2 separate regions of the Ovis aries genome follow, and region 1 is linked to region 2. Evidence: chromatin contacts called from public Hi-C data. All regions are on one chromosome and are shown on one strand. The core of a region is the stretch at or near the end of the contact, and the rest is flanking DNA. Distances in the headings are between cores, read along the strand shown. Region 1 holds the start of OSR1 (odd-skipped related transcription factor 1). Region 2 has its middle 280 kb from the start of TRNAW-CCA.

What was found. Hi-C and Micro-C count contacts between places; a contact is called where the count stands out from the background.
Region 1: a Hi-C map of skin fibroblasts shows a contact between it and region 2, with 1.7 times the contacts expected there. The contact joins the promoter of OSR1 here to the enhancer-like site in region 2. A contact is called at or near these places in 2 of 16 Hi-C or Micro-C datasets (skin fibroblasts and tail adipose tissue).

What each region holds. Positions count from the first base shown.
Region 1 is chr3:27,292,412-27,299,520 of ARS-UI_Ramb_v3.0, forward strand. It overlaps OSR1 (odd-skipped related transcription factor 1), which reads right to left and starts at 3,635. Exons shown (of 3, transcript XM_004005704.4): 1 at 3,349-3,635.
Region 2 is chr3:26,941,050-26,947,456 of ARS-UI_Ramb_v3.0, forward strand. No RefSeq gene overlaps it. Among named protein-coding and RNA genes, the nearest start is that of TRNAW-CCA, 280 kb to the left of the region's middle. Within about 2 kb of position 2,767, at least 12 of the 54 cell types and tissues checked have an H3K27ac peak or open chromatin away from gene starts, as enhancers often do. A contact at or near this core is called in tail adipose tissue, where this site is marked.

The DNA of each region.
Region 1 (7,109 bases), core at 2,385-4,884, 350 kb after region 2:
TCCTTGACCCTTGGTCAGGGTCCCTAGCCTCCATGGACAGGTCTGGAGTCAGCAGAAAGAATTTTTATGTCTGTGCCTCCCAGACACTCCTAACTCGGGTCTGTCCAGTGGAGGAGGCAAAAACAGGGAGAAAGAGAGCCAAAATTACACAGAGGGCCTTGGGAGGCTCAAGTGCTGAACTCCATCTCAAGAAGTCAGGGGGGAGCAGGGTGCTCAGGATGCAGGCACTTCGCCTGTCTCAATCCCCTGCCTTCCACTTCTCCTTTTACTCCTGATTTGCCCCCTCCTCTTCCTCAGATCTCTCCTCCACCTAGTCCCCAACCCTGGGAAGGGCAGACCCCTGTTCTGTTCCCCCCTTCACCGCGACACCGCCCAGGCGGTTTGAGAAGCCTGGCTTCCCCAGACCCAGGTCCTTAAGGCTCAGGCTGCCTTTCGCTCTAGGGAAGCTATTAAGGTGAGGGCAGTGCCCAGGATGTTCCCTGGAGGAGGCAGGACAATCTGGACCTAGAAAGCCTTCTCCTTGGAGGCTGGCAGGAAGGTCACACGTCCAGTGCGGTGGCCCATAGGCAAAGAGGCTCTGCAGAAGTTGGAGAGGGTGCCGAACACCCAGAGCCGGCAGATACCTGCTTGCGCAGGTTAAATCGGCAATCCAATGAAACCCCTGTCGGAGCGCAGCAATTAATTCCGCCAGCGTCTCTGCGAGGCACAAACTGGGATGCTGGGGGGAGCGCGGACCCCGGCGGCGGCGGAGCCGTGGCCTGGGCAGCGGGCTTCTCCGCTGCGTCGCTCACGCTGTCGCGCCTGGGACAACCCGAGACCCTCCTAAGGCGCTGAGACGCGGCGAAGAAGAACGAATCGGGCCAGAGAGAAAGCTGGAGCCTGTTTGGGTTGGGAAGGGGGAGGGGGAGAGAGGAGATGACTCGCCGACTTCAAAGGTCTACCCAGACTTCGGCGAGGTGAGCGCTCTTTGATTTGCTGTCACGTCTCCTTCCCCTCCAGGCGCTGGAAATCAGATCCTTATCTCTGGCTCCCCGCGGGGCCCGCCGGGCGCCGCCGGGGCCTCACTTGCTCCTCTCGGCGCTCGGTCTATCCCTGGGCGATGGCGGCCAGGCGCTGGGCTGCACCCGGGCCCGGGCCCGCTCCAGGCGGGGTGAGGGAATCCCACCGGCCCCGCGCAGACTAACCCAGCCTTTCCTTGACCACCCCCAGAAGCCCAGACCTTAGGCGCGGTGAGGGGAGGGGGCGCCTACGCCGAAACTGCTCCTGGGAGCCAACCTTTCCGGGCTATCTGCCCGATCTTGTTTCCCCCAACACTCAATTTCTTTTTCTCAGCGGCGCAGCCAGTTTATTTTCTGCCGCATTCCCAAGGAAGGGCTCCCCAGGCTCTTTTCTCGGGGACGAAATTCGTTCGAAACGTGGCTCTCTACACTAGTAAAGTACCAAGAATGGGCCGAATTCACGATCCGGTTTCAGGCGGCCCGCTAAGAGGAAAACATAAGTCTCACTCTGCCTTTGCTGCGGGAGATGAGCAAACCCCCAGCCCCAGTGGCTCTCCGGGCCCTGACCCCAGACCCCCCGTGTGAACTGCTTTAGATCCTTAAGAGAGGAAACCCCTCTCCCCAGGTTCCAGGCCAGGCATCCGCTCTGCAAGGAGCTAGGACCCCGGAACCTGGGAGGCGCGGGTAAGGGTGCCGACTACGCGCATCAAACGCCATTAGCGCTTCCCAGCCTGTGTCCCCGCGCGGTTCAGACACAGTTTCTCTCGTGCGGTAGAGCGCCAATCCCGGTTCTGCCGCCAGCCCTATGCCGGGCATTAATGAAGTGTGCAAGAGTCTATTAAAGTGGTTTATTCGGGGCTAATTGAGCGTGAGCGAGTTAACTGCTTGCATTAATGAGGACGGAGCGAGCTCCACGAGCGAGTGCCTGGAGGAGCCCAGCATCAGCCCCGGAAAAATCATCCTTGACACCGAATCCCCAACACGCGTGCGGACTCCTGGAGAGAGGACTGACCGGCGCCGGACACTTCTGTTTAATTCTCCCAACGAACGAGATCGAATGAACCCTTCAGGTAGGCGGCCATCCCCCTGCATCTAAATGCCAGGCTGCGTCCTTAGTGATCTGCTCCCCAGTCTTACTAAAATCGCAATTACTTTGAGGATCCTCATATAGAACATTTACTCACTGGTCGCCCTCCATCCGTTCCTCCCGCCTCCCCCACCCCGCGTCCTTGCCAGCCTCTCTCTTCTCTAGGAGGCCATGAACCTGGGAGATTAACTAGCCTTGCACGTGGTTTCTGTTCCCAAGAGCCAGCGCGCAGCTCTTAGCCCGGGTGAAATTTACCAAATTGTGGCAACAAAGAAACTGTCGCAGCTCCTCTATACTCCAAGAACCTACCCCGCGACTGGCCGAGCTGCTGAAAAAGGACTGGCTGTGGGTTTTCATTCCTCTTACGAGAGAAATTTCCTGGGAGAAATGAGTTCAGCCGGCAGCCCGTCACCTCTTTCCCTCTCTCCTCCGGCTCCCACCCTGAAGGGAGACAGTCCCGGGAGCAAACGAATCTTGCCCTTTCAAGCCTGAAACTGAGAACATCCGCAGCTGCAGTGTTTCCCCTACCGCGGCGTGCCGGGTCTCTGATTGGGGAGTAGTGCTCGCGCCCCCTACATACTCCCCTTTACCGGGTCAGTCGCGGGTTACTCTCCAGGCCTCGACCACAAGAGCAGTCACCGAACAGACAACACCCCTTAGTCGGAGCGCAAATGCGACGCGGGGTCAGGCACGCGGGCGGCACTCCCGGGTGGGGCCGGCCGCGTACCTGATCGCAACTCTGCAAAAAGACCAGCTCAAGGGAGCGCGACCCGGTGGGGGCGTGCACCTGTCCTTGGCGCGGGCGGCCGTGGCCGTCCGGCCACTCTCTTTTCCTCCTTCTTCAGCTAAGGTAGGTCAGATTGAGCTAGGCGCGCGTCTTGGGAAAGTTTGTGCCCACACAAGTTGCTTCGGTTTCTTAAGTCAGCTTCGGCCACAAGCTGACTTCCGAAGTCCGCGGGCACCTCGCCCGGGATTCCGCGAAGCCCGGCGGCGCTGGGGGTAGTAACGGCGACCCGCCCCTTCATTCCCCCAGGTCAGAGGCCGAGGACCCCCGCACGAGAAATTCCTGAGCCAGCACCCCCAAGCACCCAGGACTGCAGCTGCTCTCACTTTCACAGAGGTCCAGCAGTCTTCATTTGTTAAGAGGAGCTTCTTCCCGGGACTTGGAGAGAGAAGAGACACCCGCCGAGCGGTGACAAGGGGACCCCGGGGATCCTGCCCGCATTCCCCTCGCCAAGCCCGGGAGCCCAGGGCTGCAGTTACCTTATTCCGCGGCGGTCCCGGAGTTGAGCGCGTCTCTGGGGCTCCCGCTGCGGGGGCACCCGGATAGCCAGAGGCGCTGGATTTCCACAGGCACCCGCGGAGCTCAAGAGTCCCGGCCCCTCTCCGGCGGCCGCGGGGACTCCGAGCGCCCTACACGCGGGAGCGCTCAGCGGCCCTGGAGTCCTGTCCGCCCAGGGGGTGGTGAACTTCTCTCGCGGTTCCTTGGTTGGGTCTGAACCCGGAGCGGCTGAGAAAGCGCTGGGGAGAGACCGAGCTCCGACTCACTTACCCCTTAGCACCGAGCCGCCTACTTATTTTAATCCACCACCCTCCCTCCTTCCCCCCTCCCCGCTCCCCTAGCCTCAGGATTCCTCCCCTCCCTCCCCTGCCCCCTCCCCGCTACCATCCTTCCCTGCGCCTGCGCACTGAGACACAAAGTTTTGCTGACCCGGGCAGCAGACTGGGACTGCGGCGCTCGCCTGGCCCCGACCTCCCGGGACCTGCGTCCCCGGTTCTTCAGATCTGTGCGACCCTTTCTGCGTGTTAGGCCCACGAGGTTCCGGCAGGCGAGCTCGAATAAAACAGCCTCTTCCATATGAAACTGGGCTGAAACTTCTCTGTCCCCTTCCTGCGCGCCTAGGACACAGCCCGTGCAAGGTCGGGGTAGGCGGGGGCAGGGGGGCGGTGCGTCGGGATCCTGGCGCCTTAGTTTGGGCCCCGACATACCTCGGCCCCGCCGAATAGCCTGTCTTGTCCCAGAATACCTCTGGAACCGAACAGCTTCAGGACATCCGAGAATGCTCAGCGCCAGGGCGGTCACCCAGACTCCAATGCCTATGACTGGCCCCAAACCCTGGGTTACCGAGTTCGCTAGAAAGATTAGAGGCGGAGGATGGGGCAAGAAGTCAAGATAGTTATTTTCCTAGGACCCAAAAACCTTCTGAGATTCATGCCCTCTAAAATCCTGTATTCTTTTGTTTTAGAAGGATGGATGAGAGATTGGAGAGTTAAGTACCACAGAGCCGCGATGCAAGCTGCAAAGTTCTTCAGCTCTAGGGTCTTTGAGTCCAAGAGGCTGATTCAAGTGGAGTTTGGGATGAGAGCAAGGGTCAGGGTTCTGACTGCCAGAAATTCTGTCTTCACTGCTTATGCTTTAGGGAGAGTACCACTAACCCCTTGACTGCCTGGCTCCAAGAGCTGACCTCCAGCTGACCCCAGCCCAGTTCCCTCCCTGCCACCTCTTTGGAACAGCCCGCCTTGGGTTCGGGAGGAGGGGCTGGTCTCCCAGGCTTGGGTGGATCCAGATTCGCACCTCTGTACTCGTGGGGTTTGCCCCCAAGGCTGCTGCTTAATGACCCCTCTCCCCTAGCCCTGGAGACTGGACCTGGCTTCTGTGGGTCTCTTGCATAGGGGCACTGTGTCTCTGGAGACCTTTCCAACTTTGGTCTGCAAGTCTGCATTGGCTTTCTTTTTAAAGGAGTCTTGGTTTCCTGACCTAGGAAAATGGTCGTGGAAATGCCCCCCATAATGAATAGTTGGAGGAGACCCTGGTTTTACCCTCAGTCCTTCAGAAAGAGCCTGGCCTCCAGCCCTTGGTAGCTTTGACCTGGGCAGGTAGGAGGGCAAATGGGTGCAGTCTTTGCCATAAGGGAGACTGTACTTACCCCCTCCAGGTTAGTGTTAGAGTAAGGAACCCATGTAAGTTTGCCTGTGCAGCTGAAAAAATCCTAGCCTGGGGTGACATTCTGGCCCTTGGGAGGCCCCTTGGGAACAGAAGGAGCTGAGATCACTCCCTTCCTTGAGATTCCAAGGCAGCAAATTCCAGGAGCAAAGGAAGGCCTGGAGGGAAAGTCCAGCAGGGCATTCCTGGATTGTACCAGCTTCCACCTTGGGCCAGGGAAACTGTGTGCCCTAGTCTCAGGGTGTCCTAGGAGACAAAGCTTAGCACCATCTATTGCTTTAGGGAGAGTACCACTAACCCCTTGACTGCCTGGCTCCAAGAGCTGACCTCCAGCTGACCCCAGCCCAGTTCCCTCCCTGCCACCTCTTTGGAACAGCCCGCCTTGGGTTCGGGAGGAGGGCACCCATTTGCCCTCCTACCTGCCCAGGTCAAAGCTACCAAGGGCTGGAGGCCAGGCTCTTTCTGAAGGACTGAGGGTAAAACCAGGGTCTCCTCCAACTATTCAGCAGTGAAAGAATCCAAAGAGGCCTCCACAATGAGGCATCTGACTGTCCAGACCACTTAGAAAATGTCTCCCAGGAAGAGGATGTTTGGGTAGGATGGAAGGAGCCTCCTGGCATGTACAAACCCCATCTCTTGCTCAGAACTCCACCCAGTGCAACTGTGCTGACTCCATCTTTCCACTTGCCTCTTTCTTCTGAACCAGGGTCCCTGGCCAACATGACTCAAAGACTTCTAGAAATCTCCAGGTAGTAGAATCCCTAAAGAACTCTTGGAGAAAGTTTTTAGGGATCCTAAAGAAAGGGCCTTGTAACTCGGTTGTTTAATACTGCTTTTGCCAGGTTATCTGGAAAATTGATCCCCACTCAGGTCAAACCCTGTAACTAATAGCTGGTATGGAGCAAGATGGGGCTGCAAGGCTAGAGCTGTCTCTCTTAGCTGAGCATCTCAGGCTTTGCCTCTCAAGCTGCCTCCTCCGGAGCTGATCTGCAAGGTAGGACAAGACGAGAGAGATGCGGGACATTGGCATTGCCCAGCCTTGTCTCTGTTTCAGACACCTGGCTTCAACGACATTCTTTCTAGGTCTTGGACTGTGAACAGCCCCAGAAAGCTAGAATAACGAAATTCAAGATTTGATAGTTGCTGGAGAGTCCCCCATCTCAAGCCAAGCTCCCAAGTGGATGACTCCCAAAAACCCTGGCTTCAGTACTCAGTGGAGACCAACCAGATTCTAGTTCCCTCTGGTTGGAAGGAAGAAACCCGGGAAGTTAAGAACCCCTCACCTCTCTGTGCCATGGGAACAATTAAGAGAATTTCCCCCTATTAAGAGAAATTGATCAGACTAAGCTGAGTCTAGGTACCCTCGAGGTGTCTGGACTGCAGTGTGGGTATATTGAGGAGAAAAGGGCTACCAGGTAACTTGCTTTTCAACTAAGATTCGTTTAAAACTCGCAAGGACATCATGGTTCCAGTGTAGTCAACGTCCTCGGTATTCGAACGGGACTCAACCACTCTATGGCCCCCCGGGGGCCAGTGAAGGTGGAGAAACTCGTCTCTAGACGCCCAAGCCATTCCGGGGCGTCCCGCGCAAGGTGCCCCGCCGTGGCTGCAGCCTCTACACGCTTAGAGCCCGCGGGCTCCATCCCGGAACCAGACCAGGTTCAAATTCCGCCGCCACTGCTTGTTTCTGGTTCACCCACCCACCGCCAGCCCCGCGCAACCGCGGACACCCGAGTCTGGGACGCAGCAAGCCTTGGGGAAATGGCCCCACAGTAACAACCGGGCCTCCAGCTCAGCTCCGACTTCTCTCTGCCTGTGCCGATGGGGTCCAGCAGAGAGCGATACCCAAGCCGGCACGTGGCAACGGGTCGTGGATCGCCCTGCGCCGCGTTCCGAAGTGAGCCCTCGCCGCGCCAATCCTGGGCGTAAAAGGGGGTGGTGACAGCCTCTGCCAGACCACCGCCCCCCCCCCACCCCCGCCCCAACCTCAGACCCTCTCCCGACTCCTGCTCACTAGGAAGGAAAGTGCGCCAGCCTGTCTTCAAAGTGAAAATTGAGCAGCTTCCAGAAAATTAACGAG
Region 2 (6,407 bases), core at 1,517-4,016:
TATCTAGTCAAGCATCTTACGTTTTCTTAGACTCAAAATTTTCTCACTTACAGAACAGATTTTCGTGCCCTGTGATTTGCTTAGATTTCAGATTCTTCAGATTCCTAGTATAATTTTTGATTCTGTCTTTCGTCTTCATGTCTATTTTAAACTGAGCTTTGAATTATATTTAATAGTATTAGGATTTCTAACTACATTGATTTTTTTTCTAAAACAATCTGTTCTTAATACCTTTGAGAAAGAGTCCTAAAGGCTTCCCTGGTGGCTCAAATGGTTAAGAATCTGCCCGCCAGTGCAGGAGATGGCAGGTTCAATTCCTAGTTAGGGGAAATTCCCTGGAGAAGGAAATGGCAACCGGTATTCTTGCCTGGGAAATCCCATGGAAAGAGGAGTCTGGTGGGCTACAGTCCATGGGTTGCAAGAGTCAGACACAATATAGCAACTAAACCACCACCATCCTAAATGGTTCAGACTTGCTTCTCAGGAGTCAGTGTGAGCGTTCATTTTTCTTTAAAAAAAAAAAAAAGTTTGCAGCCTCTCCAGGCATTGAATCATCTGGCTTAGGGCCAGACACTAGAGGGTGCTTAAGAAATATTATTTGATGATGAACTCGGATGTTGTCCACTTGCTTTTCAGAAATCATTCCTATAAATCATGACTTTGAAAACTTGTCAGCATTTTTCTCTCTCTTTTGTGGATTTCTTCAAAGGGAAAAGGAATGTCTGAAAAGTAAACATTCAAACAGCCATAACTACATCCCAAGGAGTGTGGAATAAAAAAAAAAATTATAGATACTTATAGATATATAAATATGTCTGTGAGATAAAAAGAGAACCCTGTGGATAACTCACAAAAAGCCTACTGGAACCTTATCAGTAGACTGGGCTTTGTCAGAGTGAAGCAGGTTTGTGAGGGGGCCCAGGCAACATATGTTTCTTCGGATTCCATATCCTTCTTCTCTGGAAGCTTGCTGTTAACATGACACCTCACATTTATATGAGAATTCTGGCTTTTTGTTTTAAAGTCACACTTTTACATATATTATCTCTCAAGTGATATGTACGAAACCTGTACATTACTATTAATAGCATTACTATTTCTATTCTCTAGATGAAAAAAGAAAAAAAAAAACCCAGAAAACTCTGAGGTTTAATGAGGATAATTATTACACTCAGATCTTTAAGACTAAGGGGCAGAATCAGACTTTAATTATAGGACTTTTGTCTAGTATATTCATAGGGCAGCAACCCCATCCTCCTTCTTTCATACTTTTGACATATGTATATTTCCACACTGTTAACATAACCATGTTTCTTCACTTTTTCCTTCCAACTTAGTCACCACATGTATCTTTCCTCATGAATGTCTCCAGATTTTAGATAAAAATAAACTCATAAATAACAAAAACAAGAGGGCATTAAATAAAAAACAAGGATGCCCATACCACCTCTGCTGTTTTTTTTAAAAAAAGTGTAACCTGGTAGAGAATGAGCATGATTATGTAGTGCCATGCATAAGGAGTGGTGTGTGGTCTGGGGTTTCAGAGAAGGCAGAACTCTAATTGGGAAGATTGAAAAAGGAAAATGATACCTTGCTTGTAAGTCTGAAAGACAGCAAAATTCTCAGAGAGCACCCCAAGCTTTGGTAATAGCAAAGACAATGTTGGTTAAGTTCAAGACATTTGCAGAAAACAATGAATATTCAATTTATCGGAGGGTTGCTTGGATGAGCAGGACCATGGGGAGAAAAGCCTAGCAAACAAGGGTTTAACCGGGCTTTAGATCAGCTTGGAGATCAGGGAAATGTTTTCTAACGAGCATTGGCCGTGACTAATCATGGGCCAAATGCAGCTATTGAATACTATTGAAAAGTGGTGGATGTGACTATGAAACTGAAATTTTGTCTCATTTACTCTTATTTTTAATGTAAAATCCACATGCGACTAGAGACCACCATTTTGGATAGGGCAGTTCAAAGGGGCCTTGGATGATAAACTGAGGCTATCACAGAGTTATACGTTTACCCCAGGGGGAGAGAGATACTTTCTGACTGAAGGAAAGAGATGGACTCAGAGACTTCGGAGAGGCTAAGACTATGGCCAAAACCACCCCCTTGCCTTTTTTAGACCTTAAGGGGAAAGGAATATCAGCTTAACAGCCACTGGAGTATCTCGGAGATAGAATTCTGGAAATATGTACTCCAAGGCCTTCTTTGCTCACAGCAATGAAAATCTTCAAACTTCCAGAGGTACTATTTTCTGCCATCTTAATCTCACCCAAACTGTACAGTATCTTTGAAATAGCAGCAGCAGAATTTGTGGAAGGATTTTAGCTCTGAATCCTCAGTTATGATTTTATTGTTTGAGTTTCCTTATAAAAAAAATCTGTGATAGGAATCTTGGCTTTTGCTATGCATTTACCTGAATTCAGGCACTTATATAAACCTAAGGAAAACAGTGAAGTCATCAATAGCAATGTGCTAGTTAAAGCTGTCACAGAATCCTGAGATCTTAAAATTGAAACTGACCATAAGAGAAGCCACTTACAAATGACTTCTTTAAATGACTTCTTCTGTAAATGGTTCTTACAAATGACTATTGCAAGTATTGAATGCCTGGGAGCAGAAATGGGAAGAATGCTCGTTCATGTTCTGCTCTTTGCTTTTCTTTTTTTTCCAAATGTCCAAGTAGCCAAGTCTCTGGTATGTATCAGAGGAACAGGCAATTTTCAGAGTGAAGTCAACTGAAAAGTATGCAGATGGCAGTGTAAATGTTAGGAGAGTTTAGAAGAAAGTATGCCAACTATGTGCTGTTTTGCTACAGTAAGTATAGAACCATCTCTTCAATGCCATGAACAAGATCCATGCCAAGTGGAATACCCTATTTATAACCCTATCAAGAAGAGGAAATAGTGCCAGGAACAAGATAAAACTATTAGCCGTATTAACAAAAATACTTAAAAGCATGTTTGTATTTGAAAATAAATGTTAGTGGTTACGAAAAAAAAAAAATATAAGTAGTTGTAGGTCTGGGTGCTGAAACCTGTTGCAAGACCATTAATTAGTCATCTTCTTATCTTCACTGCCATGTGTCTGCCAACTTGCCTGTTTGAAGTCGTAAATGGAGCTCATAAATGGACTCTCTGGGAGATATGAGGAAAATAAACAATTCCCCCTATTTGGTAAATAGTTAAGAAATCTCCCTGAGCTCACATGTTTTTTTCCTCCTGTTGGCACTGTTGATCCAGTGCCCATCTGGGATGTCCTCCCAATCTGCCTGAAAGCTGCCAAGCTTTCCAATGCCAAGTATGTAGGCTGCAATCCCAGAAGTGGGAAAAATAGATGGAGGCCAAGGGTGTGCCACTGAGTGTGCAGACTCTGATCACAAGGGTGCCGTGCTGGGCGGGGCCTGACAACCAGCCTGCACGTGCCAGCATCAGGATATGGCCATGAGCTGCCACCCCATGTCTTTCCCTGCCCATCAGTACCCTGGGGAACAACCCTAAATCCTTAGCAAGTGGCTGAAGGAATGGCTGGATTGGAGCCAGAGTCAGCTTCTTTTGCTTTCTGATTGCATCAGCGGAATTTACTATATGCCGTACTGTTCTCCACTGTAAGGACTGGGCAGGCATCAAGATACAATTTCCTTTCCCTTCCTTTGTTTTGTCACTCTCTTTTCTCCAGCTACTTATCTCCCCTGGTAGGGTACAAAGACCGTATGATATGGAATCAGACAACATCAGGCTTACGTAAGGCTCTTCTACTAGCTCTGTGTCTTGGAAGGTAAAACAAAACAGAACATTTAACTCATCTGAACCTCAATTTATTTTCCACTGTTGGCATCTACCTTGCTGGCTTGTTGTAAGGGTTATCAGAGGTGATATAAGTGCCTAGCACTGATTCTAGAATATGATAGGCAATATATATGAACTTGCCATAGCTAGAGGTGCCTACATAGACTATGGATATCCCAACTTATTAATGATTTATTAATTAGATTATTTAATAATAAAATTCATTTATCACTATATTGATATGGAATATTACCCTGTAAGTATTAATGTCTACTTATTCAACAATTATTAATCTCTATCGTTATATGAAAATGTTAAATATAATTTTATATTCTTGCTTAAAATATAATTCCCACATATTATATATTATGTATTATATTTATGTAAATATTACATATATCATATATATATGCTTTATAGATCATTATATAGCATTATATTATGGTTTTTATAATGAGTCTATTTTGTCTATGTGCCCTATATCAAGTATCATGTTTTATATATTATATTAATACATATTGTTTATATTTATATAATTTATATACTTATATGTAATTTTATCAGCTTAAATAAATAATTTAAGATATAAAATGACAAAACAATAATTATATTACTAGTATATTATATGTCATATAATGTATATTATGTTATAATACAATTTTATTATATGATTGCTGAAATTTAAAAAAGCAAATTTTAATAGCATTGTTTATACATGCTATTACGTTAACTGAAATATAAGTATACAGACACAAATGCAATTATTTAATAATACTCTGGTGCTGCTCAGGTCACAGTTCTTGTGGTTAAGAATTGTCACAAACATGGACAGTAAAATATCATGAAAAGACCATGTGTCTCAGAGTAAAAAAGCTTAAATCCAGGCCACGCCAGGTGTGGGAACCTGACCATGCCAATTAACCTCCCGGAGTCCCTATTTTCTTACTGTGTTAGAAAGAGGGAAGGGAACTTATGGACTTGGATTAAAATACTAATAATGTATGAATAATATACAACTTAACTGCCAGCACATCAGTCCTTAATAAATGAAGGATATCATTATTCATATATTATTGTTCAAGTTATTATTGAAAACTAACTATTATTGTTGTTTTCAGTGGAAGTCTTCGAAGTACACTGACGAAACAGCCCTTTACCTTAAGGGATTTCTCCATGCACAGTTAGCTCCTGCCATGTCCATTTTGCTTGGGCTTATTTGGAGAGTAGGGCCAATTGTCCTCAGTCTCCAGAGGTCGGAGAACACTCAAACTGATATTCCTGGTGGGATAAGATCTTGGGGACAAATATTTCTTCTATTTCAAGGTTTCTTAAATTTCACATGTGATTTAAAAAGCAAATAAGCCCTTTAATTGCTTCGTTAAGCTAGTCAACATTAATTAAGAAAAATCAAGGGGAAAAATATTAGAAACTGCTGTGCTTGAGTTTTAGTCTCTGCTCTTTCTTCCAGAGTATGTCTTGCTCTGCTGAGGAAAGGGAGTTGGTGATTTTCTGTGATAGGACCGACCCACTCTGCCTGCCTCAATTCTGAGTTTGAAACTGAGCTCTAATCTTTGGGGGTTCGGCTCTTTCTACTCTGTTTATTACTGGTGAAACATGATTTCCCAACCCCATGAAAAAATGCTTAAAATGCCTTGTAAAGTGCTGCAGGGGGTAACCTGAACTATTTTGATGAATTAGACTTCAACAAGCTTGAAACAGCAGTTTCTTCTCCTTCAGCACAGCCCAGGGGCTTAAGAACAGGGTGCAGGGATCAAGGAGGGTGCTCAGGCTTAAAGTGGGAGAGGCTTTTCGTGTGTATACATCAGTGTGTACACGTGAGTCCTTGAGTGTGTGCATTCATCAGCACCATACACCTCTGTGCACATATGTACTGGAAGACGTGTGGTAAGGAGATTCTACTTGTCTGCATGACAACTAGAACCTGAATTCAGCCTTTTGCTCTTCTTCAAACTTTGGAAGAGTTGGTCCTCTTAGCTCTGCTAAAGTTTAAGGGAAAAGTTAAGTTTCTTTGTAGGTTTTCCTAGAACTAACTAGGCCATGTCCCTGGTTACATCAGCTCCCTTGGAATCTCGCAGATGCAGAGAGAATGATCCAATAAATCCAGCAACCTGCCTGCATTCTCCTCTATAGTAGGAAATAGCTTCTATATAGTGAGCACTTCCTGTGTACCAGATTTTGTTTAGTTATTTGATAACCATGGCCATAATTCCCTCAGTAACACTTAGGAGTGCATGTTATTCCCCTTTAACTCTAACTAGCATGTAAGTGAGAATGTGGGCAAATTCTTTTGATTCTAATCCCCGAGTCCTTCTTCCTTTTCTACTCTTACAGCAGGTTCCCATAAGCAGCCCAAGTTCCTGTGAAGGGTTCCAGATGCACTGACATTCTGAGGGCTTTGGGGAAAGACAGCTCTGGATCTATAGGAGTTGTTCATATGCTAAGCACAAGCACTGTCCCACTCAGCATTTTTCAGAATAAGGAGGGACTCAGAGTCTTCTCATTTGGAAGTTTTGGGAAGATTTGCTGGTTTAACTCCAAGGATCATGGTGATAGAGCCTTTTAAATGACGAGGTAAGGAGGAAATCACATTGGTTT